4 separate regions of the Mus musculus genome follow, and all the other regions are linked to region 2. Evidence: chromatin contacts called from public HiChIP or PLAC-seq data. All regions are on one chromosome and are shown on one strand. Each heading gives the region's core, a stretch centred on a gene start, on an enhancer-like site or on the middle of the called end of the contact. The rest is flanking DNA. Distances are from core to core; before and after follow the strand shown. Region 1 overlaps Npcd (neuronal pentraxin chromo domain). Region 2 overlaps Gm41362 (a long non-coding RNA gene). Region 3 holds the start of Cbx6 (chromobox 6). Region 4 has its middle 14 kb from the start of Apobec3.

Region 1 (6,373 bases), core at 1,209-3,708, 240 kb before region 2:
ACGTTATTTTTCAACTTGGAAAACAGGAAGCATGGAGGGAAGCGACTGCTACAGGGTCTATGAGAGAGGAAAGTGGCAAGGAGGGAGCTGTCCTGAGGTGGCTGTCACACTAGCTAGCTACTGCTTTGACACTCTTATCTAAAGCCTCACAATATCCTTAGGAAGCCCTGGGCCTCTGCCACCATTCCTGAGTTGCAGACAGCCATATGAAGCACAGAGAGGTTAAGCAAGTGGCTTCAGGTTACTCAGTCACTAATTTGGGGCACTGATGTTCAAGTTCACACAATGGAACCCATGCTGCTGGGATAGTCTGTGTCTCTAGGCAGTAGCCAGACAACTGCCTCATCTGGCCAGCCTGAGTCCAGTGCCTGGAGCAGGATTTGAGGACATGGCTGGAGAGATGGCTCAGTGGTTAAGAGCACTGACTGTTCTCCCAGAGGTCCTAAGTTCAATTCCCAGCAACCACATTGTGGCTCACAACCATCTGTAATGGGATCTGATGCCCTCTTCTGGTGTGTCTAAAGACAGCTACAGAGTACTCATATAAACAAACAAACAAACAAACAAACAAATAAATCTTAAAAAAAAAAGACTACCCAGAGAGCCTGGTGGCGGGGGCACATGCTTTTAATCTCAGCACCTGAGAGGCAGGCAGATCTCTTTATGAATTCAAGGCCACACTGGTCTGCAGTGTTAGTTCCAGGACAGCGAGGACTACACAGAGAAACCCTGTCTTGGAAACCAAGAAGAAGAGGAGGAGGAGGAAGAGGAGGAGGAAGAAGAAGAAGAGGAGGAGAAGCAGCAGCAGCAGCAGCGTAGAAGCTGGGCATGGCGGTGCATACTTTTAATCCCAGCATTTGGAAGGCAGAGTCAGGTAACTATCTGTGAGTTCGAGGCCAGTCTGGTTTACACAGTGAATTCCAGGCCAGACAGAGTTACATAGTGATACCCTTTCTCAACAAAACAAAAGAGTATCTTTAGACACCCATGAAGACCTGCGCTAGACCATGGTAGGCACCAATGGCTTCATTCTTGCTCAGTGGCTACCTCTTTAGGCCAGTCAGTTTACCCATCTTTCCCACTGATGATGCAATCTCAATGTGTTTGTGTCCTCTGGGTTTTACTAAGATGGTCTCTACCTTCTTTTGAGACAGGGGAGAAAGGGGGAGGGAGAGGAAGATGGAGAAGGAGAGAGAGAGGAAGATGGAGAAGGAGAGAGAGAGGGAGAGGAAGATGGAGAAGGAGAGGGAGAGGAAGATGGAGAAGAAGGAGAGGGGGAGGGAGATGGAGAAGAAGGAGAGGGAGAGGGAGAGGGAGAGGGAGAGGGAGAGGGAGAGGGAGAGGGAGAGGGAGAGGGAGAGGGAGAGGGAGAGGGAGAGGGAGAGGGAGAGGGAGAGGGAGAGGGAGAGGGAGAGGGAGAGGGAGAGGGAGAGGGAGAGGGAGAGGGAGAGGGAGAGGGAGAGGGAGAGGGAGAGGGAGAGGGAGAGGGAGAGACTGACTTGTGTGGGCTCAGGGCTGCTCCCCTTACAAACTGCCCTGCCCTTCACCAGTGGCCTCTGCATTCTCCAGCATAGGAGTTTGGGGTCAGGGGGAGGGTGGATGGGGAATGCCATCTGGCTTGATTCTCCAGAGTGGCAGAGGCAGGTGGATTTCGGAGTTTAAGGCCAGCCTGGTCTACAGAGTGAGTTCCAGGACAGCCAAAGCTACACAGAGAAACCCTGTCTTGAAAAACCAAAAGTCTTTTTAATTTAGATTTATGTATACACGTGTGCCTATGTCAATTTATATGCACTACATGCATACAGTGTCCTTGCATGGAGACCGCAAGAGGGCATCAGATCTGCTGGAATGGGAGTTACAGACCATTGTGAACCACCAGGTGAGTGCTGGGAACTGAACCAGGGTCCTTTGCAAAAGCAGTTAACCTCCATCACTAAGCCATCTCTCCAGCCTCGAACCAGCCATGTTCTCCAGGGTTCACCTTGGGGCCCGAAAACACATTTTCCTTAGTGACCCCCAAATATTGGGAGTCTCAGTTGAGCCCTAAGGAACCCATCCCTGACTCGAGGGACAAAACATTTCAGCCATGTTCCCTCGCTTCCAAATTTCCATCAACCCCTGCCATGCACTCGGTTCTTCCTGGGAGTTAGGGTTTGGAAAAAACGGTGACATTAGCTGTCCCTAAGAAGGCACCACCCCACTAACCTCCCACCTCATCTATGGCCCCTTAGCTCTGTAGCCACGTGGAGTCAAGGCATGAGAAGTAAGCATATTTTGCCCTGCCCCATGGGAGTCTACACTCTCGAACAGGCACAGGACATCCACGGGAGGTCTGGACTGGAAGGGGGCAGCAGGTTGCAGAGGAAATGATAGATCAGAGTGACATTTCCATGCAGGGGTCACTTAGTCACAGCCGCTCATGGCTCGTGGCTGGCTGGGAAGGAGTGAGTCACAGGCAGGAATAAGGTTTGGGCTTCCTAGGGAAAGGGGGTGAGTCACATAGCCTTGGGGGACCACATGTGGTGGGGAGCTAGATTTTGAATGTGGGACCCCAGGGGCTCGAATTGAGGTAGAACAGAGGATTTGAGAGCCAGCGCTCTGAAGTAAGCCTTTTGACATTCATCCCAGCTGTACAACTTAATAAGGCTGTCACCACCAGAGCAGGTGGCTCAACCTCTCTCCAGCTTCAACGGCTGCACCATGGGATTAATGGAAGACTCAAGTGCACAGTCAGAGTCTGGCTCCCAGCAACCCCATGAAGAAAGGGCCGTCAGTGTGCTTTCCTACTGTGTTCTGTTTATGGGGAGGGGATGCATACCTGTTAGTGTGCACATGTGTGCAGTTGTGTGTATGTGCGCGGAAGCCAGTCACCATCATCTGGTGTCTCCTGGACTGTTCGCCACTTTTATCTATTTGTTTGTAAATTACATCCATTTATTTGTGTGTGCACATGTGTACATAGTCAAAGGACAACTTGCAGGAGTTGGTTCTGTCCTTTCCCCCATGAGGAGCCCGGGGATCAAACTCAGGCTGTCTAGCTTGCCAGCTACTGCCTTAACCCGCTGAGCCAGCTTGCTCCGCTTTCGTGTTTTGATACAGGGTCTCTCACTGACCCTGGAGCTTGGAAAATCAGCAAGGCCAGCTGGCCAATAAACTGCAGGGACCTGCCTCTCTCTGCCATTGCCCCAGCACAGACCCGGGGTTACAGTCATGTGCCACCATGCCTGGCTTTTTGTAGGTGTTGGGGGTGTTGGTGAACATACTTTCGAGGCAGGCACTTCACAGAGTGAGCTATCTCCATTTTGTAGATGGGGGAAATGAAGACACCTAACAGGCAAGAGATATGTCATGGGTCCCACACAGCTAGGCAGTCTGGCTCCAGGGACTCTGTTGTGGCAGGACAGATGGTTTAGTAGGGCTGGCTGGGGCTGGGTTTGGGGCTATCTCTCAGGAATCTGTCTGGCAGGAGCTGGGACTTCTCTGGGTGTCAAAGAAGCAGTGTGCTGGGTAGTTCAACTTATTAGGTCAATGCTTATGAACTCTGCTCCGCCCATGTTTGCCATCTTTAAGGAGGAAGCCCTGCCCCCTTATTCCAGGTTAAGAACAAAGCATGGCCAGGCCCAGCCTGGCTGAGGTGACAGAGGGCAGGGACTCCAGCCTGTTTCTCTACTATCTTCAAGCTGTTTGTGCTGGTGTTGGGCAGTGTTAACTGGTGGTGCCCAAGAAGCTGGGACATCAAACCAGATGCCAGGAGCAGCCACATCTGAACATAGATGTGGAAGGTGTGTCTTCTTAGCCACGGCCACTTTCCACCCTCCCAGATAACGCAGTTTGCCTGGGCGACCTGTTTTCCTTCAAGGTAAAGGAACACTGAGACCTGATGGTAGGTGACCAGCAGATTCCCCTCAAGCCACATGAGTTCTGAACACGGCTCTTAATGGTGCCTGGGTTTGAAAAGCAGGAAAGAGGAACACTGTGAGGTATTCAGAATAGCAAGTCACCTGCCGAGGCACCATTGCTCTAAAAGCAAGACTGAGAGTGGCAGAGGTCCCCAAGAGAGCCAGAGGGGTGACAATGGTGTTTATGAACCTCCATCGGGGACCGAGGTATGCTTGCCCTTCCAAAGTGTATCTTGGTTCCTTGCACACAGCCATATCCTCTGTCATGACAGAGAACAGCTGAGATGCCAAGTCTACCCCCAAAGGCTGTTCCTCGTGGCTCCATTTTAGACCATGAAGCAAGAGTGACCAGAGGACATGGTAGGGGGTGTCATTATTTCCCAGAACACAGAACCCCTGCCACCTAGCCTGTCCTGCTGCCATGGGCCCTCTGCTCTGCCAATCATTCCCCAGGCCCATTTACTCATAAAAGCCCCTGCTGTGGTAACTGACCGTGACCACCGGCCATCATTGTAAATGAAGGCACAGGCCTTTGTCATTCTCTGAGCTCACAAAGCCTTTGGGAAAGGCAGAAAAGACTTTGGTCCCAGGTTTCTCTAATGAAGGCCATCTCCCAGCTGAGGGACAGGAGGGGACCCAGTGCCATCAAGCATTAATTGGGACCCGATGTGGAGCTCCTGGATGGGTTGCCTTCTCTTAGGCTTTGTGATGGCTGTCCTCAGATCTCACTGTCCCACTGAGATGGCACATGTTTGGGGAGGCAGAGGGGGCAGGTGAACGGCAGCAGCGACGACACGCTTGCTGAACAGATGAAGTCGGGGTGATTTGGGGAACTGACTTTGTTTCTAATGGTTCAGTATAGAAATCACAATATAAAGCTCGCCATCTTTACTATGTTAATGCATCTCAGCAGGATGAAGCACTTTTTCAATGTTTCCCCATTTTTTGTGTGTGTGCTCATATGTGTACGTGTGTGTGCATGTGCGTCTGTGTGTGTGGCAGGTGTGTAGGTACCTGTGGAGACCAAAAGAGGGTGTTGGATCTTCTGGAGTTGGAACTACAGGTGGTCATGAACCACCCGATATGGGTGCTGGGGACCAAACTCGGATCCCCTGGAAGAGCAGCAAGAGCTTTGAAGCATCCAGCCATGTTCTCTACCTTGTCTTTTGAGATGAGGCCTCCTCTCACGGAACCTGGAGCTCACTGATACAGCTACACGGGCTTCCAGTGAGCTTCAGGGATCCACTGGTCTCCACCTCCCCAGAGCTGGGGTTGCAAGTGCCCATCTCTGCATTCTGCCCACCTGGGTGCTAAGGACGGAAATCGATCCTCACGCTTGCATGGCAAGCACTATTCTGCCTGAGCCGTCTCCCGAGGCACCTTGGTTTTTTGTTCCTTTTTGCTTGTTTGTTTGTTTTTTCTGAGATAAGATCTTAGTGATCTTAGCTGAGGATGTTCTCGAATTCTCTATGTAGCCAAAGCTGACCTTGAATACCTGATCCTCCTGCCTCTACCCGCTATGGGATTATACCATGTATCAGCACCCCCAGCTGGCTGCCATATCACTACCACCACCACCAGCATCACTTCAGAGCTCTCCCTCAGACTCTCCATTCTCCTGCCTGAAGCCCTCCGAGGCTCATTCTACACAAATACCTCAGTATAAGTCAGCAGAGTCTCACAGAATCGGTCCTGGAGCTGCCTTGCTTTGCCTTAGCACCAGGTCCGCAAGGTTCATCCCTGCTGAAGCATGCATCAGAATGCTCTTCCTTATTGAGACTGAGAATGCTCTACCGTAGCACGTATCACATTTGACATCTTCATCGCCCACTGACGGCCCCGGGGGTTGCTCCTTCATTTTCATTGTTGGTAATTGTGCTGCTCTTGGTATGAGAACCCACTGACCTCCTGAAGGTCTTACTTTAAGGCTAATCAGAAGCGGTTTCAGGGATCCTACAGTGATTCCACTTTAAAGTTTTGAAGCATCTTTCATCCCGTTTTCTGAAGTGGCTGTGCTATTTAATATTCCATATTAATTTTGTGGAATATTAAATTCCACAGTGTCACCACCGTGAATGGGTGAGGAGAGTTTTGAGGGCAGACATTAGGGCTTCTCTGATGGAGAATTCCCTTTTCTTCCTTCTCTCTCTCTCTCTCTCTCTCTCTCTCTCTCTCATTTTTTTTTTCGGTAGCCCAGGCTTGACCTGAACTTTGATATGTAACTGAGGAAATTTCTGGTCTTCCTGCCTTCATCTACTGAGTGCTGGGATCACAGGCCTGCGCCTCTGTGCCAGGTTGATGCAGGGCTGGGATCAAACCCAGGGCCTGTGCATAACGGGAAGGCACTCTACAACGGAGCCCTCACTGCAGCGTTGCCTGGAAGCTCCCTAATGGTTACTGACACACCTCACTGGCCTTCTGCATAGTCCGTCATCTTTGGAGAACTGCCTGTCCAAGTCCTTTGCCCATTTTGT
Region 2 (6,789 bases), core at 2,490-4,989:
CTGGGTCTGGGTCCATAGGCTTGACTCATCCTAAACTGTGCCTCCCGACTACTCTCAAAACCTCCAGGTACCTGGCAAGTGGATGAAGCTGGGTGCTGGGGCTTCACAAAGCATTTACATTGAAACATCGTTGAGCAGCAAAGTTCTTCATGTGTTCAACACCTTTAAGCCAGGTAGGGGAGTTAGCAATAGGGGAAGGGTGGGCTCTAAGGCCATCTAGTCTCTAGCCAGCTAGCACTAAATACGGGGGAGGTCTTGTTTTTGAATCCATAAACCTGTGTTCAACGTAAAAAAAAAAAAAAAAAACTTCAAATCTAGGGAAAATTTTTGCTTGGTTGTTTCTGAAACAGAGTTTCAAGGCTCGAGAGAGGGCTCCACCATTTAAAAAAACAAAACAAAACAAAACAAAACGCTGGCTGCTCTTCCAGAAAACCCAGGTTCAATTCCCAGCACCCACATGGCAGCTCTCACCTATCTGTAACCCCAGTTCCACGGTTTCGGATGCCTTCATACAGACATGCATGCAGAAAAAACACCAGTGCACATAAAATAAAAATGAATTATAAAAAAGAAAAAAAAAAAAGCAACACGTAGTTGGGGATGGCCTTGAAGTTCTGATCCTCTTGACAGCTAGTCATAAGGAGATGTACTGACGGCTAGTCATAGGTGATTCTGGGGAATCAAACCCAGAGTCCTGTGTACGCTAGGCAAACGCTACATAGACAGGGCTCTATTCCCCAGGGCGCTCTAAGGAAAGCTTATGAACAAAACACCGGGTTTGCAGGATATGGCCTGTGGGCCATCAGTGGACCACGTGATCTCCTCCATGGATGCAGCCATGCTCTTCCGGATGAAGAAAATGAGGCAGAGGGGGAACGGCACGCAATGCCCAGAGTGCGAAGCAGTGGATCCTACGCTCAGACCCAGGCCTCCCCACTCCCCAGCCTATAAAACAGAGCACAGCTCTCCCTTCCAGAGCCTAGCTAATTAACAATAACGGGGCCCATCCCAGCCATGGAGGAACCAGGAAGTGCTTCGGGAGCTGCTCCTGATCCTAGCATTGTCCATGGTGCAGAAACAAGGCTGACCGGAACGTGTGCTTCTAAGGAAGGGGTAAATACGTCTTGGCAGGCATCTGCTCTCACTGGCTCAGGAAGAATGCACCAGAAATGGACCGGACAGTGGGAGGAACGCTCTTTCCCAGGAACCTCTTGACGCATTTTAATGGTTGGCTATGTGATTAGCAGCTTTTCCTCAAGAAACCCGCCGGCTGCTGGGGCCCCATTTTGTTTATTTGCGTTTAACTATTTCCTCTTCTTCCTCTTGTTTAAGTCTCTAAGTCTGGGACATAAAAGGGGGTCTGCAGGTGTCCCTGAGGTCCCCACAGAGGATGGGGGAAGGGATCCTCAAAGAACCCTACTGTACCGTACTGCTCATTGGGTCCCTCTGCACAGCTCTGTGAAGCGGTGACACACCCCCCCTCATTTTTACACGGGAGGAAACTGAGTCAGGAACCGGATGTTGAGGAAGTTGGCTCAGGGACAGGCCAAGTCCCGGGGCCTCCCCTTCGTCAGCCTACGCTTCTCACCCAGGGCTCTGTGTTCAGTTCAGTTCCTGGCCCAGAATGGTTTCAGGTTCCTTCCCTGAGTCAGGTGGCCATTCCGGCCCCTCCATACCCCACACTCCCGCTGTCCAGCTGGGCTGAGAGCAGCTGGACTTCTTCCTGGAATGCCCCAGCCGGGGTCTAAGGACCGGCTACCAGCCAGTCAGCCTTTACCATCCTTAAACCTCTGGCACAGCTTGGGGCTGAGCAGCTCCCAAAGGAGCTAATAACTGGTGTGTGTCCCTGCCTCCACTGAACATCCTGCCCAAGTGGGTCCATAGGCAAAGCATCCTGGGAATTCACAGTGTCCCTTGGCCCAGGAAGAGATAGCTCACCATCTAACTGACTCTTTTGATGAAAAGACCAGCAAGGTTAAGATATTCGCTTAAAGTCACACAGTAAAGAGGCACAGAGATAACTGCAGCAGTTTGGATTTGCTCGTAGAAGAAACAGAAGAATACATCTTCACTGGGAAGATTCTCAAGGGACACCCATAACTCCTTTGCTTTCTGCCTGCTCCTCCTTTGATTGGTTCCCAACAGTCACATTGTGAGGGTTAGTTTTTGCCAACTTGATACAAACCTAAGCCTATGGCCCAGCCCACTGTGGTCAGTGCCACTCCTGGACGACTATAAAAAATGAGCCTTGGAACAGGCCCGAGCCTCCTTCCACAGCTCCTGCCTCTGTTCCTGCTTGGGTTCCTGCCCTGACTTCCCTCTGTGACAGACTGTGCGATCCACACGGCTAAGCCAAATAAATACTTTCCTCCCCAAGTCGCTTTCATTCAGGGTGCTGATCACAGCGACAGAGACAAGCTAGGACTCCTCCCTCTGGATTTGTCACGGCTCTCTGGATGACTGCTCTCTGCCTCCTGGGAGGCTTAGGTGATATCTGCCTTCGTCACCTCTTATCTCCAAACACTTTCAACTTTAAATTCCAGCATCTGGGAAGCAGAGACAGACAGCTCTCTGTAATCTTAGGGCCAGTCTGGTCTACATACCAGGGATACATGGTGAGATCCTGCCTCAAAACAAAGCAAACCAAAAAAAACAAAAACAAAAACAAAAACAAAACAAAAACAAAAACAAATTTTTAATTATATGTATATATGGGGTCAGAAGTGGGTATGTGCACATAAGTGCAGGTACCCTCAGAGGCCAGAAGGGGGCGTCAGATCCCCTGGAGCTCAAGTTGTGAGCAATTGAGCAGTTCACTTATGTCCTGGAAACTGAATTCAGGTTCTCTGCAAGAGCAGTACATGGGTTGTTGTTGTTGTTGTTGTTGTTGTTGTTGTTTTGAGACAGAGTCTCACTACGCAGCTCAGGCTGACCCAGCCCTAGCTGTACATCTTTCCAGGTTCAGGGCCCTTGACCTGGGTTGTCAATACTGAAGACAGTAGCAGGAAAGATCAGAACAGCCACAGTGGATGTTGGAGCGTGCTTGGTCTCAGATGAAGCCTGGCGAGTCTCCAGCCAGCATGTGTCCTACAGGGCTGTGGCTTTGTTCCTTGTAAAGGAAGACAACAATGACCCCTCCTGGCCTGTGACTGGACCCTGTGAGGGTCCATCGTGTGGGTAGAATTTCAAAAGACGCTTCAGGGCCTTACAAAGCTCAGGTCTGGATGTGTGTGAAAAGGACTTGACTTCCCAGAGAAGGGGGGACTCTGAGATGTTTCCGGACCAGAAGGCAATGCTGACCACCTGCCTAGGGAGGGCAGGGATGGCACTCAGGGACGGGCACTTCCTAAGCTAAGTCAGAAGCTCTTTTGCAAGAGGCCGACAACTTTTTCAAGGACAAGGGTATGGCCAGAGCTGACAGGAAGCCAGCAGGGGAGGAGGGACTCTCCAAGGGGCTTCTGGGGTGGAAGTGAGGCTGAGGAGTGGGAAAGTGAGGCCAGAGACCAGGTGAGTCCTCCACACCCATCTCTGGCCTCCTGGGAAAGAACTCTCCTCTGAGCCCTCTGTCACCTGCTTGTGGCCAGGCCTGGGCTGCTGATGGCCCCCTGTGCTGACTCATGTCTGCCTGCCTGGCCCTGGTTGGAGGCGGGGGTGTACCCCAATCCCTGCTTGACCTTATCAGGCCTTGCTTGTATCCAGCTGCCTGGACATGGGCGTGGCCTTGGCCCTTCCTCCTCCTGTGGCCCTGGTTGAGCAAGGCCTGCAATGAGGTCATGGGAGCCCAAGGCAGGGAAGGCTAGGGAGTATGGTAGCCTAAGAAGGGACAAAAGCAACAGCCAGCCTGGGGTGTCCTGTGAGGCTTGCGGGCTGGTTCCTGACTCCTGGGATAGGGCTGGGCGCTGGGTTATTTTTAGTTCCCAAATGAGAAATGGCAGAACCTGGATCTAGCAGCTGCTACACTTTCCCTGCCACAGCCTTGCTCTGGGCACACGGAGGCATGCCCCAGTGTCAGGGCACGTTATAGGGACACACCCATGCCCATGAGCCTCTGCATAGACGTGGCAGTAAATGGTGGTGTGTAATCATACCTATATCCCTTCTTGCAGATGCCAAAACCACATCCATGTGTGCAAATGCTTGTATTGACACAACTCAAGCAGGCATACTGGTATACAAAGAAACCTGCATAGTCTGAGGGAAGTGGCCTGCACAGTCTGAGGGAGGTGGCCCAGGCTGCGGTCACAGCTATATTTAAAAAAACAGAAAATCACATTTTCAGAGCCCCCACTGTGTGCCCATGTTCTCTGTCGCAGCTTTGAGACTTTAGCCTTTTGCTGGCTTCACAAAGGGTACCCTCACATAGTGTCAATGTGATGGCTGTAGACAAGCAATGGACATGTGGAACGACCCTTGTTGCAGGAGGCCAGAGGTGCCATGTAGCTTGGGGTAGCCAAGGAAGGCTTCTTGGAAGAAGAGGTCCTTGAAGAGGTGAGCAGCAAAGACTTGCCTGGAGAAAGAGATGATCTACTGCTTATGAAAATGCCGGTGATGGAGATGTGGTCAGCTACCTTCCCAGCATGCCCTGGGTTCAGCACTCAGAAACCACATAAATATGGGTACGGTGGTGCATGTAATTCCAGCAGTTGAGGGATCTAAAACAAAACAAAACATAAACAAAATCCAGCTGACAATAATAACAATATAAAAATAAAAAGCAAAAGCCTATGGTAATAATAAACAACAGCCATCAATGGAGCACTCCCATGTCACCAGGTCCCTTGTCAATCACTCCATCTCCCCCCTCTGCCACACTCACGAGCTGAGCTTTCTTACAGCTGTCACCTTCAGACCCAGAAGCTGGGGTTAGGAAAGGGGCTCAGTGCCCACTGATAAGTGTTCCACGAAGCCCACATTCTTCACCAGCTCCCGGGCATCAAAGGTGATGTTAATGACCATGGAAAAATTGCCAATTGTTGTTTTCGAGACAGTCTCTCTATGTGTAGCCCTGACTACATAAATAGAACTCACTAGGAGACCAGGCTGTCCTCAGACTCTCAGAGACCCCCCTGACGCTGCCTCCTGAGTGCTGGGATTAGAGGCATGTGCCACCACGCCCGGCTGGAAGAATTACAATTATCTGTTGCTATGTATGAAGCATACAGGCCTGAAATGTTACGCTGGAAACGAGAGCAGAAGCCGGGGAGATGGCTCAGTGATTAGAATGTTTGTCATACAAGTATAAGCCCCTGAGCGTGGATTCCAAAGACTCACAAAAAGCCTACCGTGGCAGCGCATGGCTGTAATTCCAATGCTCCTGTGCAGAGAGAAGAGGGAGAGACAGAAGAGATTAGGCCAGCTAGACTAATGTATGTAGCTATGACAACAAAGAGACCTGTGTCTAACAAGGTAGAAAATAAGGAATGGCACCCGGGGTTGTTCTCTGACCTTTGCACGAGCCCCTTGTAAGTGTATATACATGCTTGTGTACACGTACACACACACACATACACACGCACGCACGCGCGCATGTGCGTGCGCACACATGTGCACACAGGGGGGTTTGTTTTGTTTTGTTTCATTTTTGTTTTAAAGCAAGCATTCATCTAGCTTCAATCTGCATTTTGAGCTAGGCTCAGCCGAGCCTTCTCCTCCCATCAGCCAGGGCCCTGGACAGGCTGGACAACCCATTAGCCCTGCAGGACTCACAGCTGGTCCTCTACTGCTTCCCAGGTGGGTCTCATCTGGGAGCTGTTGGGCATCAGAGCACGGAGACCAGCTTCCCAAGAGCTGGGAAGTAGAAAGTATCGTTTGTTTGTTTGTTTGTTTGTTTTAAAGATTTATTTGTGTGTGTGTGTGTGTGTATGTGTGTGTGTGTGTGTGTGTGTGTGTGTGTGTGTGTGTGTGTTGTGAACATGAGTTTGGGTACCCCCCCAGAGGCCAGAAGAAGGTGTCAGATCTCCTAAAGCTAGAGTTACAGGTGCTTGTAAGCCATTCTGATGTGAGTGCTGGAAGCTGATTTCAGGTTCTCTGAAAGATCAGTGCCACCTCTCAGCCCTCCAAAGTTGCAGTTTCCCAGAAACCCCTCCACTATCACTGTGCCACATTCATTATGTACCTACCTACAGAGAGAGCCCAGAAGCCAGAGAAGGTCATGTGACCCTCATCTATCAGCATCTGGATTAAATAATTGGGGGTGGGAGGGAAGGATTATTTGAAATCACCACAGTGAGAATGGAGGTGACCCCAAGGCAGTCAACTAATGTCTAGCCCAGAGCCTCAGAGCCTCACACCCAATGCTGGACCCCAGACCTCCACCAAGGCCAAAACTCTATTCTAGTACAGGCGGCCGTATTTCCTCTGCCCTCACCCTTACCCTTTCCATTCACATTTTCTTTTGTGCCACACACACAGAGGGACCATTGTGTGTGGCTACAGAGGCCCCACTGGCCTGGTACCTCAGCTAGAAGGCAGCCCCAAGGGGATGGAGCAAGTGGCGACTCAGACAGGGCAGAGTACCCTATCAGCCCTTGTCAGAGCTCCCAAGGAAGACCCCAAGGTTCCATGGCCCCTATTCTGTATTCCTTATTTCCATGCACACACCCCATGTGGGAAGAGACCACAGTCAAGCCAGATGTGGCGGTACATGTCTGTGACCCTAGCTCTTGGGAAGCGGGCATAGAGGGATTACTGCAAGTTCCTGTCTGAAGAATTACAATGGAGGTTAACTTCTGACATCCACAAGAATAAGTACGCATGTGCACATGCATACTCATCCATACAACAACAAAA
Region 3 (6,692 bases), core at 1,168-3,667, 220 kb before region 2:
AGCCTAAGCTACCTCCCTCCGCATCCCTTCACACCAGCTGCTTCCTAAATTCTGGATTAAGGCTCTACAGCAGGCAGCTCCACCCCCTGCCCTAGCATCTCTGAGCCTTGTTTCCTACAGATGTGTGTTCAACTTCCACCTATAAAAGTGGACTAGTACTATCAACTCCACTGGGATGTTGAGACGATTAAAGGAGATGATTCGTGCAGAGGACTCAGCACTGCTGGGTTCCAAAACAAATGGGAAATGACAACTTTTAAGAAAAGGGCATTTTGAGAATCCATACTCAAGATCATTACCGCCTTGACCACTAGAGGGTGCTCCAGGGGCGCCAACAAGCTGTCAACACAGCCCACCAGTCTTCCAGCTGCTCTGCCCACTCCCTCCCCACCATCAAGCATCAGGGTTAAGGTTGCTGAGTTAATCCCCGAAGATGCACCGTGGCTAGAGGCGGGGGAGTAGGGGTACGCGACAATAGGATTCCAGAAACCAAGGGGTTTTTTTTGCCACATTTGCATTTGGTCCAAGGCTAATTCTTTACACCCAGTCTTTTGGCTGGCGGAGGGGGCCAAGACAGCGCAGGGGGCCAAGACAGCGGGGTCTGGTCCACCCTTCCCCCACTGAGCTTGGAGCTCTTTGGACAAATTGGAGATTAAGAGGTTCTGCATCTTGCAGTCTCTTCTCCAAGGAGCTCTTCCCGTGTTGTGCTGGTGCCAAATTTGGTGAGAAGACCTGGGGCATCGTTAGTTCTTTAGGGAAACTACGGAGGCAGACACTGACCGCCTTGCATTAAGTGGCCATCAGGGATCGTCTTGCTCTCCTCTTCCCAGGCTCTGTTCTTCCTCATCAAAAACAAAACAAAACAAAACAAAACAAAAACAAAAACACCCCTAACTCTCCAAGATGGCTTCCCATGAAGTTCTTCGCTCTCTTGCCAAACAGGCTATGTTCACCATGCCCCACCCCATCTTCATTGGAACCTCCAGAAATATCAGGATTAGGGGTAGACAGGCTCAGGACCCGAAAGCTGGTAGTCCAGTGTGAATGATCAAATTCAGGTTGAAGTAATTTAAGGTCAAATTCAAGCCGGGCCCCCAAGTGCTATGGGAGAAGGTACAGAATACACTCCAAAGGAGGTGGGCAGTTATAGGGCATGGGAGGCCAGTGTTTTGCCAGGAGGTAAGCCTATCTATACTCAACAGCTCCAAGACTCTAAATCACAAAACAGGCCAGTGTGTTCAAGGCTGGAGGAGATGAAGGGTCTCACTAGCGAAAAGAACTTCCCAGTCACCTCCTCCCCTGAGTATGCCCCACCTGCTTCACTCACCCGCTTCCTGGAGCACAGTCGATCCCCCACCCCCAGTTCCTGGTTTCATCCCTGATTACCCCACTCCCAGGCCCCTCTGGCTGGGCTGGCTACGGCCCGCTGCCAGGGACTTGTCAGGGACTCACAACCACCCCCTGCCCAGCTGGGGCCCCTCTGGAAAAGCCTGCCCGCCTAGGCAGCGGCGGATCTGTCCCTCCCTTGCAGGCCGGCCCTGTGCTGCGCCCTGGCTGGGGGCCCGAGCGGGGGCTGCTGGGGCTGGGCCAGGTTACCTTTAGGAGGAAAGTTTTGGGTTTAGGTCCCCTCTTCTTGGGCCCATACAGCTCACGTTCCCTTTCCCTGTAGTCAAGAAACGCCAAAGATGAAAAAGGGTCCCTTCCTGGGCCCCACTCCCCGACCCTGCCCGCCTTTCCCGCTTCCCTGCGCGGCGCCCCACCGCGCCTGCCAGCTTCTCCAACTCACTTCTGCTCGAAGGCTGCGATGAGCCTCGAATCCAGAATGTTCTCCTCTGGCTCCCAAGTGCTGTACCTGCCGAGTCACGCGTACAGAAGAGCAAAATGAAAACCCAAGGGGCAGGGGCACACCGCGAGGGCTCAAGCACGCACCCCCTATCCAAGGCCCAGGTGTCTTCTTGCCGCCTCCCCAGTCCCCATGCCAACGACCCACGACACTCACTTGATCGCCCACCCTTTCCATTTCACCAGGTACTCGATGCGTCCCTGAAAAACAGAAAGGAAAAAAAAAAAAATAGGGGGTGGGGGTGGGGAAGATGCAGGGACGCGAGGAGGCGGCGGCGCGGGGGTGGCTGAGGGAACCCGGCTAGCCGGACCACTGCACCCCGAGGGCCCCGCGGGCTCCGACACCACCGCGGGGAACACAGGGCTGTCCCGGCCGAGGGCTCACCTTGCGGATCCGGCGTTTAATGATGGATTCGGCCGCGAAGACCCGCTCGCCTACTGCAGACAGCTCCATCTTGCTCAGCGGCACCCACAGCCCATAATACTCCCTGCTCCCGCGGCCGGTGCTGCACCGCTCGCGCACGCGCCCCAGCGCTCAGGCCCCCGGCGGGCGGGCGCTCGGCGGGGCGCGCGCTCGCGTTCCAGCTGCGGGCCGTCACGTGATGCTCCGGGCCTGAGCGCCGTTGCCAGGGCCTCCCCCTCCCCCGGGGCGGTTGCTAGGGAAAATGAGCGCTCGCGGGGCGGGGGCGCGCGAAGGCTCTTAAAGGGGCCTGTCCTCTCCCCCGCAGTCCTGGCGGGAGACCGATGGATGCTTGGCTGCTGCCAAGCCGAGTGAGGTGCAGTGCAATCCTACATTGTCCCACTTCATCCTGCAGGCCCAGGATCCCTGCCACCTCCTACCCTCCTTGTAACTCCTCATGCCAGAATTGCCAGGCCCTCGACAGAGAGATGCGATAGGCCCAGGAGTCTCTAGGCGCTGTGCATCCTCCTGCAGACGTTTGCAAACAGTTAAATATGATACAGCAGAAATGCATTCACTGCAGCTTTGCCAGGCCTTGTGGGGATTTCTTTAACACATCACCCCATCCATTATTTATGTATTCGTGGGAGTGTGGTTTTGTAACCGGTTCAGATAAGTTAAAACAAAAACGCCACAGCAGGAAGGGGGCGGCGGGGGGGGGGGGGTGACTGCAGAGGTGACCCAGGCCTGCGACCATGGTCTCAACACCTACAAGTAGACCTTGGCGAGTGTGTTTATAAACCAAAGAGAGAGAGGTCTCAAAAGAGAACCGCAGGGCATCCCAGATTGAGTCCAAAGCAGTCTTTCTTTGGGTCACTCAGCAGAACCCGCCTTCATGGTCAAATCTGTATTGGGATTTTCAGGCCGCAGGCCACAGCATAATTCTACAAACCACAGCTGCAGGAATGACTCCGCCATTGCTCCTGGGAGGCGCAAGTGGGATCTGGAACTTTCCCTCTTGGATGTAGCCCACCTCGCTGGAAACACACATTGAAAAATTATTTAATCGGAGTTTCCATTAGGCCAGTGGTCTTGTTCTTTGCAAAAAGAAAAAAAAATTAACCACATATAAATAAGGAAACGAAAGGGAAGGAGCAATTCATAACCTGTATTAAGTCATTGGGGTCCTCTAGCCCAGTTCTTTCCCTAAACTCGGGCCTGCATGAATATGCATAGATACATCACCTACTTGGAGAACACAGGCACACATGTTCTATCTATTTAAATGTTTAAGCACTATAGGGTTGTACTATTCACACTGGAGATGCTATCCTCCCTTAATGATATTGATTGGACATTAACACTGATTTTGCTCTGTTCACCTGTTGTCTAGGGCTGGGCTGGAGGAGGGGTGGGGATTTGTAAGGGTCAGGATTATCTTTTGATTTCATGATTGGCTTATTAGAATGGGGTGGGGGCACAGGGTTGTACAAGTCTCCCCGCGATTGCACCATTTCTTGAAGGTGCAAATTCACTGATGAAAATCTCAGCTTTCCATCCCTGCACGCCTGCAGATATGTATAGAAAGTACATTGACTGAAATCCTTCTGCTCCCCCTCAAAGTCTTTATGCTACTGAGAAAATCCTCTTAGCTGGCAAGACAGCAAACCTGAGGTGAACATCACCTAAGTAGAGAGTTGTTCTGCCCCGGTGGGGTGGCGTGGATGAGCAGGTAAGTTGAATGTGTGGGTGTCTGTGCTTGTGCAAGCTGAGGAGGCCACAGGATGAAGAAGATGGCCACCTATCCACATAGCAGATCACTCAGCAGTCTTTGTGAGCCATTGTGGAAGCTTTGGGAAACAAAAGTCAGTGCGGTGAGAAAATTGCCTTTCTCCCTGCGTGACCTCAAGGTGCAGATAGTTCCCCAGCAGTAGATGGATTTGTGTCAAGTTGCTGCTGTAACAAACAGCTCCAAATAGAGCAGCGTAACATGACCCGCTCTGGAGTGCAGATGTCCCAGGTCACAGACATTGAGCTAAAGTCAAGGCTAAGAACCCTGAACACATAAACAGCCCCTGGCCTCAGGGGGCTTCTAGAGGCCACTGTCACTCCTTTGGCACTCGGTTGTGTTGCTCACATTTCTTTTTTTTTTTTTTTTTTTTTTTCTTTTTGGTTTTTCAAGGCAGGGTTTCTCTGTATAGCCCTGGCTGTCCTGGAACTCACTTTGTAGACCAGGCTGGCCTCGAACTCAGAAATCGCCTGCCTCTGCCTCCCGAGAGCTGGGATTAAAGGCGTGCGCCACCATACCCCACTCACATTTCTAATCCTATGGACACTTCACCACCACTGACTATCTTCATGCTTCTTCAAGCGGACCCCGTGGTTATATTGGACCAGAATAACCTCTCCGTGGCATCAACCTTAATCCAAGCATATCAGGACTATGCCTTCTTACATGGTCCCTGTTGCCCTCTCTAGACCGGTTTCTCTGTTTCAGTTTGTGGGTGTATGCCTGTGTGCGCATGCCTGTGAGTATGCGCCTATGCATGTGGAAGCCAGAGGTTCCTAGGAGTCTCTCTCAATCATTATTCAACTTATTTTTCAAGACAGCGTCTCTCAGCTGAACATGAAGCTTACTGATTGGTTGGACTGGCCAGCAAATCACACACACACACACACACACACACACACACACACACACATCAACAAAACAGTACTGAAATTGCAGCCAGTACTACTGCGCCTGGCTTTTCACATGCATGTTCTGAATCCAAATTTAAATTCTCATATTCTTGTGGCCAGCACTTACAGACTGAGCCATCTCCCCAGCCCCTCACCTCAAATTTCAGTGGTTGTTAGCACTTTTTGGTCATTGACTATATTCTGAGAATGGTTATGTTCGATTGTTTTTAATTGAAATATTGGATGTTATTCATTCAAAAAATAGAGAAGTTTATAGGTGCCCCCTAGAAGCCTGTCCCGTGGTTGTCAACACCTAGAGAAGGTCATCTCATCCTGAGGAACAAAGTTTCTTCCGCCTCTCTCAAGCTGTTCTGATGTTTGATTCATTATAAGGAAAAGACTCCTCTCCGGCCTTCGTGAGCTGCTGTCCACAGAGAAATGGTCCTCTTACCTCTGTGGTTCTCAACCTTCCTAGTGCCGTGACCCTTTATAACTGTAATTTTGCTACTGTTATGAATATAATATCTGATATGCAGTATTTCTGACATGTGACCCCAAAGGGGTCTCAACTCACAGTTGGGGACCGCTGTCTTCCCTGAAGCGTGAACCATGTAAGTGTGGCTTCAGGTTATCAGAATGTATCCCCTCCCCTTGTTCTGTTGGCTGGGTCCAGCTGGTGGTTTTCGTTGCTGGTCTTGCCCAGGGTGGTCATCGTGGGTGCAATGAGTAAAAGCAAAGCTGACTGGTCCTCTTGTCTCTGAGTGAGCTGTTGCCCTTCCCTGGAAAGTCCTGCAAGAGCCCTGAAGGACCAACTGGGGAGATCACACGACACTTTCATCCCCACATCCTACAGTCAAAACAAGGCATAGGCTCAAGGTTCCTAGTGCACATATCCTGAGTAACCCCTTCCCTCACGTGGGGAGAGCTTGCAGGACAGACTAGGGTTGTGCTCCCATACTGGGTTCTCTGGGAAAAGTAAAATGATTTTGCAGATGTGATTAAGGTCCCCAATTAGTCAACTCTTAATTGCATAAAGGAAAGTTAGCCTGGGCAGGCTTTCCTGACATGACAGATCCAGCCAACAGAGCTGTTATCCTGCTGGCCTTGAGGATGCAAACTGCCACACTTCAGAGAGACTCGGTGACAGGAATGGGGCATGGCTTCTAGAAATGGCAGACCTCTGTTCTACAATGTCAAGCAATGAAATGTATCAATAGTTCTGGAGCTTGCTGTAGGAGCCTGAGTTTGACAACTGTTGAGGAGACCAGAACATAGTCTCCAGTTTGTTGACCTGTAGGTATAGATGTAATAAGGTAGTATTGTGTTCAGCCACTAAATTGTGGCTGACTCCTGGATGAGAAAATGTGGGGCCATAATAGGCAGCCTATTGTGGTTGAATGATGCTTGCTCTAGCGACCCAGTAGAAAGCTCTACAAGGGAAGGAACGGTGAGCCACGTTCCCACAGACAGGTGCCTGACACCACAGAGCCCCCAACTCCATAATTCTGTGGTTATAAGTCACACAGACAATGTCCCAAGCTCCTGGCATTCTGGCTAGCCTCCACTCCCACAGTTACCTGACTATAGCCAGGTATGCTCCTCCCCACAGTTACCTGGCAACAGCAAGATAGCCCAGCCCACTATAAAAGAGGCTGCTTGGCCCCTCCTCGTTCTCTCTAAATTCTCACCTTTCTTACTTTCCCCTCTAGCCCTCCTTCTCTCTCTTTCTCCCTTTCCCCCCTCTTTCCATGTGGCCATGGCCGGCCTC
Region 4 (7,076 bases), core at 3,334-5,833, 170 kb before region 2:
GTTGTCTCAGCACCTGGGAGGCAGACGCAAGAAGATCAGGAATTCATGGTCACATGTGATGACACAGCAAGTTTCAAGGGAGGGAGGGAGGGAGAGAAGAAAGGAGGAAAGAAAGAAAAAAAGAGAGAAAGAAAGAGCTCATGGATATGAACCAGTGAGTTTGGGGTCTGATACTCAAACCCAGGTCTCCGTCATCTCTAAGGTCACATTGTCACCAGTGCCTTGCTATAGACACTTGCAAAAGTGGACCCAGGGCCTGAAAAACTCCTTGGTCAGTGTCTAGAAGTAAAAAATGTCAGAAAGAAGGTCACACAGGCAGGGTCTATTTTTAATCTGGATGTGGAGCCAGAATCTCCCGGGCTAAGGTCATCGAGGAGGAAGAGGATCCGCTCTTACCCCTGCAGGGCCCAGAGTTCTGCCCTGTCTCAGAGCTTACTCACATCAGGTTTCAGGCAGCATGTGCAATGAATGACTGCCAACAACAGAAGTCATCAGGAAAGCCAATAAAGATGTCACAGATCTGGCAAGAACAAGAAATAGCTCAGGTGCGGTACTCGGAGGCCAAGGGCAGGCGTTCCTTCAGGTCATGGATGAATCAGCCTGGCAGCCACTCATCCTTCGACTGGGATCAAAGGTACAGCCAGCGCACACTCAGAGGATGCCTTCAAAGGATGCGTACTAATTAAAGCATTTACGGAGCCAGTATCCACTCTGGTGGGCTAAGCACGCTCCTCTGCTATTTGGGACGGCAGTGTTGCCTTCCACGCTAGCCACGCCAATCAGATTCCTTCTTGAGGAGACGCTCACAGGATGGTAGGTAGCCCTGGTTCTCTTAGCTCATCAGAGGGACCTAGAAGGTCATTGGAGACCTGAGGACACAATCTGCGGCAGGAATAGAGTTCCTCTGGAAATGGAGAAAACTGCCTTAGCAGGAAATAGATTGAAGAAACTGAAAGAATAAAGAGGAGCTGCCTCGGTGGGTGCCACAGACCAGGCTCAGTCGGGCCCCCCTCAATCCATGGGAATCAGGGTCTCGGACAGATGGGCATAGAGTTGGCGAAAATGGGGTGACAAACAGCCAGGACACAAGAGAGTGTGATGAATCTGAATGTAATTTGTCAAATCGAGCATCAAACTGTTTTATACAGAAGAAAATAGGGAAGTTAGGTGACACATCGGCAAGGTACAATGAGGTTACCGGATGCTTAATGACTCTAACACAAAACAGAGGAACGCAAACACAAAGACTGGAAAGAACTGGGCAATAAAACAACAGAGACAAAGTCAGCTCTATCTAAGGTCAGCTATAGTCATAGAAGCCAGGTGTGAGGTCTTTACACTCCCAGGGCAAGGGCTTTCACGCCCAAGTCTCTAATTAGGGAGTTCCGCTCTAGCTAACCATCTCATGAATAATGCAATACTCTAAAACCACCGCCCGATCTACTTCCTAAACCATTGTAAATTCCTGTATATGGGAGCAACTTGGCTTTTATTCTAAGTGATAGTGTGGGGGGACTTTCTACTAATAAGTAATGTAGTCTGCCATACATAACTATAATAAGAATTCTAAACTTACATTGCTAAGCTTGCCCTGAGATTTCTAACTCTATTTAGTAGATAGTAATGTCTGATTTCTTTCACTATCTCTCTTACAATACTAGAGGCAATTCTGAATGTCACTGAATCGGCAACATTCTTACTGAATTCCAAGCCCAGGGTCAGCTCAAGGACTACCTAGGGCATTGATGAAGGCCAGGAAGCAAAGTTCGATTTTGCTTAGGTATTTGGCAAGTCATTGCTTGGAGGCACCTATAACAAAACAATACTGAAAGGAAGCACACAGATCCATTCCCAAGGACAAAATTGGAGCATACGTGCTATGGGATGCCACAGTTCCAGGATACTAAGTTTCCGTGAAACTCTTTGTCTCAGGACTGCATCCAGGCTTTTGGCCTGTCATGTGTGTCACTACTGGAGTGGATGTAGCAGGTGGGGAAGCACTAACACCTGGAGAGTTGGCCCTCACATCTGGATGCTTGCTGAGCACTGCCTTCTGGAAATGAAAGACAGATCAGTAGATATTAATTTGAAAAACTGTGTGTGTTCAAGGGATGGTTGTTATGAGGTCCTTGAAGGTTTCCCTCAACACAAATCTTCACCATTCATTCACACACAGATCATCCATTTGTAGTTTTAATTGTTTATTTTATATGAGTATATCGTAGCTGTCTTCAGTCATACCAGAAGAGGGCATCAGATCCCATTACAGATGGTTGTGAACTACCATGTGGTTGCTGGGACTTGAGCTCAGGACCTCTGGAGAAGCAGTCAGTACTCTTAACCCCTGAGCCATTTCTCCAACCCCTGTAGTTTTCTTAAAAGAGTAGAATTAAGCTAGGAGGTAGCCTCATAGGCCTCTAATCCTAGGACTTCGGAGGCAGAGGCAGGCAGATCTCTGAGTTCAAAGCCAGCCAGGTCTACAGAGTGAGTTCCAAGATAGCCAGGGCTATACAGAGAAACCTTGTCTTTCAAAGAGAGAATTAAACCAGGCATGGAGGTGTCTTGGGAAATGGAGGCAGGAAGATCAAATTTTCAAAGATATCCTCAGCTATGTACCAAGTTCAAGGCTAGCCTGAGCTACATGAAACAGCCTCCCCCCAAAAAAGGAGGATTTCAGAAATGATTCTAAATTAAAAGATGAGGGGCCAGATATACGGGTGTACACCATTCATTGCAGCACCTGCCTGATCTACATAGCAAGTTACAGGTCACCAGAGCTGTACAGTGAGATCCTGCATGTCCCAAAACCAAAGATGAAATTCATTGGGTATGGTGACACATATCTGTAATATGGTGACTCAGGTCAAGTCTAGCCCCGGGCTACACAAAGACTCTCCAAAGAAAAAAGAGGAGGAAGAAGGGGAGGAGAAAAAAAAAGTAAAAACCAAAGCAAACAAAAACAAAAACCCAACAACAATTATGTGTATATGTGAGGGGATGGTATTTGCACATGTGTATAGGTGTCCAGAGTCAGAAAAGGGCACCAGTTCCCTTGGAACTGGAGTTGGTTATAGGTGGTTGTTGATGAACTAACCTGCCTCCATCTTAAGCTTGAGTGCCATCTTATAGCAAGGTTGAACTAGGTTCATTCCTGTTTATGATGAACCTCTTTCAAGGATTAAGCTATGCCCCGTGTAGAACCTCAGCTACACATTTCTGTACTTCCTGTTCAAGAAATGGCAGCCATGCCTTTCTTTCAGGAGCTCCTCATGACCAACTTGTTCTGCTTCTGTAACCCTGCTTCTTTGTCTGCCAAAGCCCCTGTTCGGAAAGCCCGGTCTCCTAAGCTATAAAACCCTCATCTTCCCCATCTAGGGACGACCTCTAAAACTTGCACTAGGGCAGACGGTTGCTGGACCAGCTCTGTGCTGCTGTTCACAATTTAAATTTTTTTTTCTTTTTCTTTATTTTCTTTTTTTTGCTCCAATTTGGCCATTTGAATGGCTGGTCTTTTGTTTTGTTAGTTTGAGACAGTGTTTCTCTGTGTCGCTTTGGCTGAACTGGAAATCAACTCTGTAGATCAAGTTGGCCTTGAACTCACAGAGATCTGCCAGCCTCTGCCTCTCACTGGGATTAAAGGCCTGCACCACCATGGGCTAGCCGAGTTGGTGGTCTTTTACTTCTGCCTGGTGGGCTTAATTGCTGTGAGCTAATTGCTGTGGATGCTGGGAACTGAATTCAGGTCTTCTGCAAATGTAGTATGAGCTCTTAACCAGTGGCTCCATCTTTCCAAGCCCTAAAATATCATTTTAAACATTAATAATTGCTTCATACCCAGGAGGCCTTCCTTCCTCCCAGATACTAGAGACCGCCACTCTCAGCTACGCTGTGATTGGGTCACAAGTGAGCACATGACTTTTGCTGGTCCAATCAATCTCAAATTCGTTCCCCCTACCCCACCCCACCCCCAGGAATTTGGGGTGGGGTCCCCCCCCCACAAAGTTCCTCTTCCTTCTTCAGGATGGTGAAGAGGGCTTGTCATCTCTGCTGTTTCCACCGGTTTCCTACTGCAAGAAACTGGTCTGAAAAGAGACAAGTAGAAAGAGGAGCCGGAGCCAAGGCACCTGCAGCTTGCAGGAGCCAGAGGTCTCCTTCGGTCCATTTATCATTTGATCCCCTTGGAATTGGGTTCTGTCACCCCTGAGTGAATGCACACTGACCTGCCCCTACCTGCTTTTCTAGAGCATGCTGAAGAACGCGTTCAACTTTAGACTGGGGGAGATGGCTGTCCTCCCATCCCCCCGGGTTTTTTTAAGCTATTACTTTCTTTGACCAGAATCAAGATCCAGATGTATCACTCGTGACCATTAACTCTTTTCTGCGCGGAAGGCCACGGGAGGAACCCAGGCCTTTGTTCCCAGATCAGAGCCCCTCCTCCCAGCTCAGGACTGCTTCCTTGCTGGCTCAGATCCCAAAGCACCATTTCTGGCCCGTGACTCACAAAGTAAATCGTCTGTAAGTGAAAAGCCTCTTATCATAACTTTGGCAGGAAAAACAAGGTGGCAAGCCAGGCAACATTCTTCACGCTGGAGGCCTACCAGTGCCAAGGGCTGCTCTGCACACTGCGCATGAGCAATGTCATCTGCTTGCTCCAAGGCTGCGTGCGCTTGCTTGTGTGCGCACCAACTCCTTTCCTGTTCTGTGTGTTCCCAATGGGACACCGTGAAACGTTCTACAGCCCTATCTGGTACCCAACATCATTTTTCTCCTTATCTTAACAGCTGAACTGCAAACATTTCGGCAAGGACGTGACAGTATGCATTTGCTTAGAGGACAGTGGTACCAAGGGATGGAGGTCCTTGTCTTCTGTCATTTTGCATCTTTAGGAACAAGTTAATTTAATCTCGTGGTTTTGAGATAGGGTCTCTTGTAGCCCAGGCTAGACTGGATCTCACTATGTACCTAAGGATGACCTTAAACTTTTCGGAGTCTTCTGTCTCCACCTCCTCAGTGCTGGGCTATCAGGCATTCAACACCATACTTGTTTTTTTTGTTTTGTTTTGGTTTTTTTTTGTTTGTTTGTTTTTTTTGTTTGTTTTTTTTTCTCTTTACATGTAACTTCCATTTACGACAGAATAGATGACTTTTGTTCCTTTGGGGACACTTGGCATCAGCAACCCATGCGAGTCTACCTTCAAAGTCAGACTCATTCATTCTGCCGCTGCCACAGGTTCCAGTTTTACCACAGGAAACGTGAGCATCTTCTCACCCACCCAGTCAGAGTGGATGCTAGCAGGGCTCTGTGAGAGCAGAAGAGTATCAGCATTGTGCCCTTTCTGCCTTAGCCCCGACCGCCTGTTTTGCAGGGGCTCTGCCTCCCCACCCCCAACCCTGTTGGCCATCTCATGATGCCAGCTATAAAGCATGAGCGGCTGTGTACTGTCCAGTGAGTGAGGAATGGATGCAGGTGAAGGGGTAGCCTGTGGGTGTGCGTAGGTGTGATAGTAAGGTGGCCCCATTTCAGGTGACTCCAGGGTAGTGCATGATGGCCTCTCCATTGCCATCCTTTGCCTCCAGGTTAGAGAACACCAGAGTTCATCTCCTGGTCAGCATCCTCTTTGACAGGGGTGGTGGTACAGACCTTGACATAGCTGGTGTTTCAGAGCTTTGGCGGACGTCCACTAAACTGCTGTAAGCTGGTGCCAGCAGCTGGAGCTATTGATGGAGCTGAGCAGCTGCTGCACAGAGCTGGGGAATAAAGCCCAGGCTTCATGCGTGCTAGGTGAGCACTCTCCTAACCAGGCCACATCCCTGGAAAGGCTAACCAGTCCTGTATTTAAAAGCATTATTTCCAGACTGGGTCTCATGGCACATGCTTAGTTCCAGCAGAGGCAGGCAGATCTCTGGGTTCGAGGCCAGCCTGGTGTACATAACAAGTTCCAGGACAGCCAGGGCTACACAGAGAGACCCTGTCTCAAACAAACAAAAAGCATTATTTCCGTGGTTATTCTTGGGGGATGAGTTGGTTATTTTTTAATTGATTTATAAATACACACACACACACACACACATATATATATATACACACACACACATATATGTATATGTGTGTGTATGTATATGTGTATGTGTGTGTGTGTAGAAGGCAAAGAACAAACTTGGGTGTTAGTCCTCCAGGCCTGTTCCTTTTACCTGAACCAGAGTTTCTCACAGGCTGGGAACTTCAGTACAAAGGGCAGGCTGACTGGCCCCCATGCTTCTAGGGCTCCAACTCCCATCTTGCCATTCACTGGGAGAATCATCCCTGGGTTTTTGTGTTGGCTCTGGGGATCCAAACTCGGGTCTCCAGGCTTGTAAGACCAGCTCTTTAGCAACGAACCTCCCAAGCCCTTTAATAGAACCTGTTTCCATGGCTTCAGACTGTCATGCTCCGAGGCTTTGACAGTCACAGATTCATAACTAGAGGCAATGAGATTGCTAGTCCAGCAAATGAAATGTCCTCCTAGCCCTTGCAATGCTGATTCATGGCTGCATGTGTAAAATCATTCCCTGAAGGTTGCTTGTTTGTCTTAGAACGTGCATTTCCAATCTCATGCTTGCTCTGGAGAACTGTTCAGTCTTTGTGCTTGCCATGCAGTTTTCTGATTAGTTGCTTTTATTTTATGTTTGTTCCTGGTATGCATTTTCACACACCCATATACATACTGAGATCAGAAAACTTGTATACATCCATATTCTTCTATCATGTGAGTGGGAGAGACTGAAGGTGGCTCATCCCACTGTTCTTCTAGGTGCTCCCCTCGCTTGGCCGCAAGCGCCTTTATCTGTGAGCCCTCTCTCTGACCCTTAGACATCGTGTATTCGTTGTTATAGATAAAGAACCATTTGGCAACATTGATTCACCTTTTAAAGTCATAGATACAATGTAATATAATAGCAACTAAGCATACTCAACAACAAACCAGTAACCTGAAAGCAGAAGCCCTAGACCAATCAGAATCTTCCTCATTCCTTTCTACGCAAGGTATCTCCTCTAAGTGGTAGCTTCTAAGATTTTATTTTTGCATTGTAGCTTA

What was found. HiChIP or PLAC-seq counts read pairs in DNA pulled down with a chosen protein or histone mark.
Region 1: a contact with region 2 is called in a FOXA1 HiChIP or PLAC-seq map of pancreatic cancer cells. The contact joins two enhancer-like sites. A contact is called at or near these places in 6 of 39 promoter capture datasets (embryonic stem cells, frontonasal cranial neural crest, hippocampal neurons and 2 more), 3 of 15 datasets of contacts at CTCF or cohesin (embryonic stem cells and large pre-B cells), 55 of 484 Hi-C or Micro-C datasets (the BV-2 cell line, the C2C12 cell line, the CH12 cell line and 16 more) and 11 of 115 datasets of contacts at active chromatin or transcription factors (embryonic basal ganglia, embryonic stem cells, pancreatic cancer cells and 2 more).
Region 3: an HNF4G HiChIP or PLAC-seq map of pancreatic cancer cells shows a contact between it and region 2. The contact joins the promoter of Cbx6 here to the enhancer-like site in region 2. A contact is called at or near these places in 10 of 39 promoter capture datasets (the C10 cell line, cranial neural crest, embryonic stem cells and 5 more), 4 of 15 datasets of contacts at CTCF or cohesin (the NIH/3T3 cell line and embryonic stem cells), 70 of 484 Hi-C or Micro-C datasets (B cells, the BV-2 cell line, CD8 T cells and 25 more), 29 of 115 datasets of contacts at active chromatin or transcription factors (the SCID.adh cell line, SST interneurons, T-cell acute lymphoblastic leukemia and 13 more) and 2 of 9 other capture datasets (adipose tissue and embryonic stem cells).
Region 4: a contact with region 2 is called in a FOXA1 HiChIP or PLAC-seq map of pancreatic cancer cells. The contact joins two enhancer-like sites. A contact is called at or near these places in 1 of 15 datasets of contacts at CTCF or cohesin (embryonic stem cells), 6 of 484 Hi-C or Micro-C datasets (embryonic stem cells and stem cell-derived neural progenitor cells), 8 of 115 datasets of contacts at active chromatin or transcription factors (embryonic stem cells, pancreatic cancer cells and stem cell-derived neural progenitor cells) and 2 of 9 other capture datasets (adipose tissue and liver).

What each region holds. Positions count from the first base shown.
Region 1 is chr15:79,811,418-79,817,790 of GRCm38.p6, forward strand. The region is part of intron 5 of Npcd (neuronal pentraxin chromo domain); the gene reads right to left. Among named protein-coding and RNA genes, the nearest start is that of Nptxr, 9.9 kb to the left of the region's middle. Within about 2 kb of position 2,459, at least 25 of the 459 cell types and tissues checked have an H3K27ac peak or open chromatin away from gene starts, as enhancers often do. A contact at or near this core is called in the C2C12 cell line, the HL-1 cell line, pancreatic cancer cells and 1 more, where this site is marked.
Region 2 is chr15:80,050,497-80,057,285 of GRCm38.p6, forward strand. Gm41362 (a long non-coding RNA gene) reads right to left here. Exons shown (of 3, transcript XR_875493.1): 2 at 5,283-5,314; 3 at 2,722-4,652. Among named protein-coding and RNA genes, the nearest start is that of Gm41362, 5.9 kb to the right of the region's middle. Within about 2 kb of position 3,740, at least 83 of the 459 cell types and tissues checked have an H3K27ac peak or open chromatin away from gene starts, as enhancers often do. A contact at or near this core is called in the C2C12 cell line, CD8 T cells, the HL-1 cell line and 8 more, where this site is marked.
Region 3 is chr15:79,831,916-79,838,607 of GRCm38.p6, forward strand. It overlaps Cbx6 (chromobox 6), which reads right to left and starts at 2,418. Exons shown (of 5, transcript NM_028763.3): 1 at 2,228-2,418; 2 at 2,000-2,043; 3 at 1,787-1,852; 4 at 1,597-1,663. The coding sequence starts at 2,296. It overlaps Npcd (neuronal pentraxin chromo domain), which reads right to left and starts at 2,418. Exons shown (of 9, transcript NM_001013362.2): 1 at 2,228-2,418; 2 at 2,000-2,043; 3 at 1,787-1,852; 4 at 1,597-1,663. The coding sequence starts at 2,296.
Region 4 is chr15:79,874,973-79,882,048 of GRCm38.p6, forward strand. No RefSeq gene overlaps it. Among named protein-coding and RNA genes, the nearest start is that of Apobec3, 14 kb to the right of the region's middle. Within about 2 kb of position 4,584, at least 122 of the 459 cell types and tissues checked have an H3K27ac peak or open chromatin away from gene starts, as enhancers often do. A contact at or near this core is called in adipose tissue and pancreatic cancer cells, where this site is marked.